Linked DNA regions of Mus musculus: region 1 is linked to region 2. The links are chromatin contacts, called in public HiChIP or PLAC-seq maps. All regions are on one chromosome and are shown on one strand. The core of a region is the stretch at or near the end of the contact, and the rest is flanking DNA. Distances in the headings are between cores, read along the strand shown.

Region 1 (3,709 bases), core at 47-2,546, 560 kb after region 2:
GATATGCTAGGTAGGATATGTTAGGTAGGATATGCTAGGTAGGATATGTTGTAGTCGCTACATCTGGGAAGACAAAGGAAAAGAGGAACTCCATAGTGTTGTTGTAGGCTTTACAGAGAGATCATGGGAAACTCAAGACAATTCAGGAAAATTCACTGCAGACAGGAGAGGCAGATGGGGCTCCTTAATATTCTGCAAGCATACACTTGTGCTTCGTACTGTCGTAAAGAAACCTGCAATGCATTCTGCAAATAGCTCAACACATACACACTGCTAATCGTTTGTTTGTCCCAAGTGTCTCTCCAGGAACAATGAAGGTCTCGGCAGCCTGGGACGGTGCAAACCCAGCTGCACAGAGCAATAACAGGAAGAAGTGCAGGAGACATACGGAGACACAAACCAGTATAATCTCAGGAGTAAGGCTGACCCTTGACCAGAGGCAGTATTAAACTTTGGAATAATTGCCTTTGTTTGCTCTTTATAAGGTTTTCTTGGCTGGAGATGAGATAAAAAGACGGGGTGTTAGAATGTTAATCCGCTTCTTTCTCAGATAACTAGCTCTCTGAATAACATCTGACTTAAAGATTAAATTCCTGTCTTTGATGTTTACCATCTGTGGTGACAGCACAAATTTCCTTTATAAAACAATTCTATTCGTAAAATGAATGAAAACAGCCGTAAATATGGTCAACTATGCCTTACCACACACCCGCTTCAAGTCAATAAGTACGGTTGGATCACTACCTACAAATGGAGAAGACAGGAAAAGTGTGTGTGTCCTTAAAATATTACCCTGTCATACATATGTGTCATTCACAGAAAAGGATGCAGCCAACTGCTCACAGGGGTGAGAGCAGAACATTTGAGTGGTACCAGTCTCTATACTTTCAAAAGGCTGCACAGTGCACAGAATGGAATTTTAAGAACACAAAATACCCTGTGTGGTGATGGACCTCTTTATTTCCAGCACCCAAGGAGGTGTGTTTGTGTGTGTGTGTGTGTGTGTGTGTGTGTGTGTGTGTGTAGGAGTCTGAAAGTAAGAGGCCAGTCTGGTACCCAGGGACAGCTCTGGACCACCCAGGACTGTAGAGAGAAAAATTCGATCTTAAAAATATCCGGTAGGGAGAAGGGTAGCTATAGAAGCGTCTCTTCCACTCCCGGAAGGCACGGAGTCCCGCTAGATCCCTTTTCCCTCCCGGACAAAGGCGAACAGGTTAGGACTAGGAGCTGGCGCCCAAGATCGCCACGGAACCATTAGAGTGGGCACACACCCGACGGGGGGAACGCTTTTGCACGGGACTTCCGGGGTAGGGCCTGTCGGAGCGGAAGTGCCGTGTGGCGCGCGGGGTCTGGTCCGGGCGGTGGTCGGCGGGCTTGGGTCCCTCGACACCCCGGGGGCGCGCGGAGGCTCGAGAGGGCGTCGGGTGCCTGCCCTGGCCTCGCGGCCATGAACCTGGAGCCGCTGCGCAAACGCGTCCGGCAGTACCTGGACCAGGTGCGCGGCGGGGGGCCGGACGCTGGGCTTCGGGGCGGTGGGGCCCGGCGGGGAGCGCGGCCCCGATGGCTCCGATCCTGCGTGGACTGCGGGAGCAGGGCTGGGCTGGGCTGGGACGGCTGCACTGGGACCTTGGAATCTGGCCGGACCGTAGGACATTTGGGAGGATTTAGTTGTGTTTCTTATTGGACAGAATACTTGGGAAGACAAGCTAGCTGTCTCCAGTTAGGACTGGAAACAATACCCCGTGCTGGATCTTCAGCCTCCGCGCTGCTCTCGAGTGGACAAGCCGGGACTATTCGAGGGAAGGGGTGTCTCTGGGGTCCACGTCATTGTCATGTCATTTGGTTTTTTGCTAAAATGCTTGCTCTCCCGATAAATGGGAAACGGAAGAGATGCTAAGTGAATGAGCCAGAGGTTTGCACTTCGCTGGAAGGCTGCGTGCTAAGGGGCAGTCGGTTTGTGATTATTTTCTTTGGCACTGAGATGTAGAGAGGACAATGTGGGCCTCTTTTTTCACTCTGGGGGCATCTGTTCAGAGCAGATTCTCGGGTCCATAAGACTTTCTCCTGGCTACTCATTGGGCTACCCTGTTCTGACTATATCCTGAGGAACTGAGGCAGAGGCAGTAAGAGCTAGGGATCAGCACTAACCAGGACAGATTCCTGAGTGTCTTTCCGCTGTCAGATTAAGTGTTGTTAGAGTTGACTACAGGGGGCGACATTGCCCATGACCAGTGACTGTTAAGGGTTATGGGTTTAATTGTGAAATATTTGAATCTAGTGCTCTGCTAGATGCTACTTTAGGATTCATTTGAGCTTGTGGGAAGTGTTATTACATAAATGTCAGTATCAGAAGTTCTAGATGACTGCATTTCAATCGCTTATGCACTGTTTTAGATACTAGCTGATACATTTTTGGTAGTGTATGAGTTAAACTGCTATCTTGAATTGTATATATGAAGTTCTTACGGTAATGACGACCTAAAACTCACACTAGCTGAGCTGTAAAATACAGGTGATTGGTGGGCCCCGTGCTACATCTAAGAACGTGTTGTAGTGAGTGGTGGATTTGGTGTGTGGATTTATATTAGTCGACTGTGGGGGCAACAGCAGTCACCCTGTGTTTGCTTTTTGTATGCAGCAACAGTATCAAAGTGCTCTGTTTTGGGCAGACAAGGTAGCTTCACTCTCTCATGGTGAGTGACATGCAATTTATTTCCCCTAATTAATCTCTAGAAAGCTCCCCATGAGCCTCTGACCACTTGTGTAATTTTGCCCCTCAGAGGAGCCCCAGGATGTTTATTGGTTGGCTCAGTGCCTTTACCTCACAGCGCAGTACCACCGAGCAGCCCATGCGCTCCGGTCACGCAAGCTGGACAAAGTAAGTACCGAAGCTGTGGGAGATGTCGGAAACGCCACTGGGGCCTCATGTTGGGTGTGTGTTTAAAAGAACTCCAATTTTTTATTTTTATGAGAAAAAAAATGTTTTATCGGTTGGTTTGGGTTTTTCTTGGGGGTTCGGGGGCTGTTGAGACCAGGTTTCTCTAAGTAGCAGCCCTGGCTGTCCTGGAACTCAATTGGTATATCAGGCTGGCTCTAACTCACATATATCTGCCTACCTTTACCTCGTGCTGGGATCAAAGGTGTGTCCCACCACACCTGGCTAAGAGCTTTTTTTTTTTATTTTTATTTATGTGTTTATGTGTGTGCCACATGAGTGTGGGTGCCTCCAGAAACCGGAAGGCAGCATTGGATTCTTTGGAACTGAAGTTCCAGGCACTGTGAAGTGCTCTCTGAGCAATGGGAACAGACTTGTGTTCTTTGGAAGAGCAGCAGGCACTCTTAACTGCCAAGCCATCTCTTCAGCCTAAGAGCAAGGCTCTCACTTCAAGTCCCAATCTTTCATTTCCCACCTCTTGCCCACCTGTCTGGTCTCTTAAATTCTCATTGTAATGGTTTTGCTTTTGTTTGCTTGAAATTTTTTGTTATTTTGCTTGTTTTTTGTTTTTCCAGACAGGGTTTCTCTGTATAGCCCTGGCTGTCCTGGAACTCACTCTGTAGACCAGGCTGGCCTCGAACTCAGAAATCCGCCTGCCTCTGCCTCCCAAGTGCTGGGATTAAAGGCGTGCGCCACCATGCCTGGCAAATTTTTGCTTTTTAATATTAAACTTCTTTATATAGTCTCTGTGTGTGTGTGTGTGTGTGTGTGTGT
Region 2 (3,647 bases), core at 377-2,876:
AACACATTAGCTCACAGAGACAGGGAACACGTTAGCTCACAGAGACAGAGAACAAGTTAGTGCTCAGAGACGACCGCATCCCCTCTGCCTTTACACTTGCCCCTACCCCTATGCTTGGGTCATCATGAATTTTGAGCAGCCAATCCCCCCAAGGTCACACTGTAGGTCTGTCTACCTGGCCACCTGGCAAACACCTTCAGGCACTCCTTTAACAAATATGAAGTCCCTATTATCTCAATGAAGCGATGAGGATTCCACAGCAAAATAAACAAAAAGCCCTGCAAGCAGGGAGGGGCCTTTGGTTCTACAGAGAAGAAAAATGACTATCAAGAATGGTATAGGGGAAGGAAAAAAAAAAAAAAAAAAAACGCTTGGAGAGGCATGGTAGTTCCTGTTCAGAGAAAGAGGAAAGTTTGTCTTGGAACTGGACTTCCAGGAGCCCAGCCCTAGGTACCCCACCCCTACCCATCTCTGAGAGATAGGCGCTGTTCTAACCCCCCTCAGAACACAAGGCCTTCTCGAGGCTTCCCAGGAAATATGGACTTTGCCCATCTACAGTTAAGAGGGCGTGGTGACCATGGAGAAAATTCAACCAGGTAAGGAGCTCTCCCATCTGCTGTGTGGCACAAACACACCCTCCTAGGGGGTCTCATGATGTCCCAGAAGTCGCGCTTGGGGGTGGTGGGGTTCAACTATAGAGGGGTCCAGTTCCTATGGAAATGCAGTGTATGCTCGTGTGCAGGGTAGTGATGGTGTTCGTAGGTCTGGCTTTGGGAGTTCCGGCTGGTGGGGATCCTGCTGCTGAGGAGTCCCATTTAAAGAGGGATCCCTCTACTGCGGGGCGGGGGAGTCATGCTCACAGGTTTCACAGGGTTCTACTGTTGGGGAGTCATGCCATAGGGACTGTAACTACTGCAGGGTAACAGCTACTGCTGGGAGGTCCTGCAGTCCAGAGGTCTCGCTGGGGGTCTCGCCACAGGGGTTCTGGCCCTTGGGAGAAAGTCCTGTTTGTTTGAATGGCCGCTATGCCAGCCAGCATCAGGCCTCTCACCTGTCACGCTTTTCCGGACACCACCGTTTCCTTTTAGAAGTTTGGACCATTTGATCGCCCTCTTGGTGAGTATCACCAGGTACGTGGAAAAGAATTCTTCATAAGCCGCATAGTCAAAGTCTTCGGGCCTTTCAAACCCATACGGATCGATCCTACAAACAAAAAGAACCTGTTTCCCCGAACCAAGTTTCCGCGCCTGCGGGGATGCGGCTGGGGTCCAAGAGCTCCGACACCCGACACCCCTCGGTCCGCCCCTCCGTCCATCCTCAGTTCACCTTCCCTTCCTCTCTTCCTCCCCTCCTCCATCCCCTCCACCCCCTCATGCCCCTCGCTCTCCGTGGACCAGAGCGCGTCCCCCGCGCAGCATCGACTGGCTCAGACCCAGTCCGGAGAGGGCGCCCAGCACCCCGCGCGCGCGGCCTCCGCACCCACCTGGGCACCCGAGCTCGCGCCGCCTGCGCGCGCTCTGCGGGATCCATGCGGAGAAGGGCCAGGGACCGCGGGACTCACAACCTCTGCAGCCCCGAGCGCTGGACCCCGGTGCGCCGCTGGCCCCGGGGCGCGCGAGTGCTTCCGGCGGGGGCGTGGCCGAGACGGGGGCGGGGTGGGGACGAGGGGCGGAGTCAGTGGGGGCGGGGCGGGGTAGAGTGGACGGAGCGGGGCTGGGGTGGGGGCGGTGTCGGAGATGGGAGCGCCTAGGGACCCGAACCGAGTGCACCTGCTGCAGCCTGGCACTAGGGATTTGAAAATCCATGGAGATGGAAACCTATGCCGAGGTTAGAAGACCTGGATCCACTTTGCAGGATTTTAAATATCCTTCAAGCCTCAGTGCCTGGCAGACTGGACTTTGGACTTCGGACTTCCAGCTCCGATGCTGAAAAAGGAGGGTTTTTTTGTTTGTTTGTTTTTCCACTTTGCTTCCTTGCTTGTCGAGGCTGAGAACATACGGTGTTTTTGAGGGCCACCATCAAAGGGTACTCGCTTCTCCAAACCTTGGAACCCGAGGTCTAGCCTTGGAAAGAGTTGCCGCCTTACCATCTCTCCTCGCCTAGGGAAGCCCCAGCTGTGTGCGCTACTGCAGGGTCACAGTGCCGCGGTGCCGAGCTTCTTTCGTGGTCCCTGTCGCCGTCCGTTTCTTGAGATTTCAGACTCTGGGCTTGGAAACCAGTTGACTGCCTTTCTTAGCGAGGTGCCCTCGGAAACCTGTGGAGGAATGTTTGGATTATGAATGCTCACCGTGCCGAGGTAAAGCATAGGGCTTTGGCGCCTTCGGGCCCTGTGGTCAGCGGTGGGACGGATCGGACGTTGCAGAAGCACTTTTCTGTGGTGTTTAGAAGGTGCTACCCACCTTCAGCTGACTGTAGTTGGAATGACCCTCAGCTGGACTTTGGGAACTCACTTGAACTAGTTAGAAACTTCAAAGTACCTAGCAGGAAGCGGCGGGGGTGGGGTGGGGGTGGGATTAGAATTTAGCCTGGTCCACTGGGACACTTGGATACCCCACTGTAAATGATCCTGACCTCAGCGCCAAGAATACAGGCAGCACCCGGTGGGACCGGTTCTCTCTCTCTCTCTCCCTCTCTCTGTCTCTCTCTCAAGGCTACATACGCAGCTCTGCCCTTTACTTCATTTTCTCTAGGTTTTGAGACTACTGTAAGACAGATGAGAAAACCTGAGGTTTGTATTGCTTTCCCTCCTCCTTGCTTTGACCAAACTCTGCTGAACAAGGATTCTCTACCAAAGCCTTGGTGCCTCCATCTTTCTTTCTTTTATTTTGTATTTATTTATTTATTTTATTCTTTTTACTTTCTTTTATTGGGGGGGGGCAGTGTCTCACTGTGTAGCTCTGGTTGGTCTGGAACTCACTATGAACACCAGGCTGGTATTGAACTCAGAGAGATCTACCTGTGCCTGCCTAACACACACACACACATCCTGAGCAATGGGAATAAAGGCACATGCCACCATATCTAGCCCCATCTTTCTTTTAGAATACAGCAAGAAATGAACCTGAAAATCCAGTTAGAGCTGCAGATTTGAGCTTCTCTGTTGACATTGGATGAAACTTAGTGCTGGCATGAGCAGAACCCCAAATTCTAGCTCCCACAGTCGCCCAGAGTGCTTGCTGCCTCTGGGGAAAAACGTGCAGAGATCAGCTCAGCCCAGCAGTGAACAGTGTTTTAACACCAAGTGTCCTTGCCAGTGCTCTGACCTTGACCTTTCCCCAGTGGTGACTCAGACCACAGACTGGACTACATTCTCTTCATACACAACTTTCCCCTTGGTCTGACCACACAGAGCTGGAACATTTCCTCCTCCATATTTCCTCCTCCTCCTCCTCCTCCTCCTCCTCCTCCTCTTCTACCTCTTCTTCCCGCTCCTCCTCCTTCTTGTTGATTTAGTTGGTTAGTTGGTTAGTTGGTTGGTTGGCTTTTTGAGACCTGGTCTCTGTCTGTACTTCTCTATCCTGGAGCTCACTATGTAGACCAGGCTGGCCTTGAAACCACAGAGATCCTCCTTCTTCTGCCTCCCAAGCCTAAGTCTTTCTTCCCTGTGACTTCCCTGTGACTGGCTGTTGCAACCAAAACAAATAAAA

What was found. HiChIP or PLAC-seq counts read pairs in DNA pulled down with a chosen protein or histone mark.
Region 1: a contact with region 2 is called in an H3K27ac HiChIP or PLAC-seq map of microglia, with 6 times the contacts expected there. The contact joins the promoter of Cdc16 here to the promoter of Grtp1 in region 2. A contact is called at or near these places in 3 of 39 promoter capture datasets (liver, pre-B cells and stem cell-derived epiblast-like cells) and 3 of 115 datasets of contacts at active chromatin or transcription factors (embryonic stem cells, microglia and pancreatic cancer cells).

Annotation. Positions count from the first base shown.
Region 1 is chr8:13,756,360-13,760,068 of GRCm38.p6, forward strand. Cdc16 (CDC16 cell division cycle 16) reads left to right here and starts at 1,297. Exons shown (of 18, transcript NM_027276.3): 1 at 1,297-1,495; 2 at 2,639-2,693; 3 at 2,781-2,878. The coding sequence starts at 1,448. The region is part of intron 1 of Gm46032 (a long non-coding RNA gene); the gene reads right to left.
Region 2 is chr8:13,198,998-13,202,644 of GRCm38.p6, forward strand. Grtp1 (GH regulated TBC protein 1) reads right to left here and starts at 1,627. Exons shown (of 8, transcript NM_025768.2): 1 at 1,484-1,627; 2 at 1,052-1,203. The coding sequence starts at 1,530. It overlaps 2810030D12Rik (RIKEN cDNA 2810030D12 gene), which reads left to right and starts at 1,785. Exons shown (of 2, transcript NR_166508.1): 1 at 1,785-2,296; 2 at 2,691-2,793.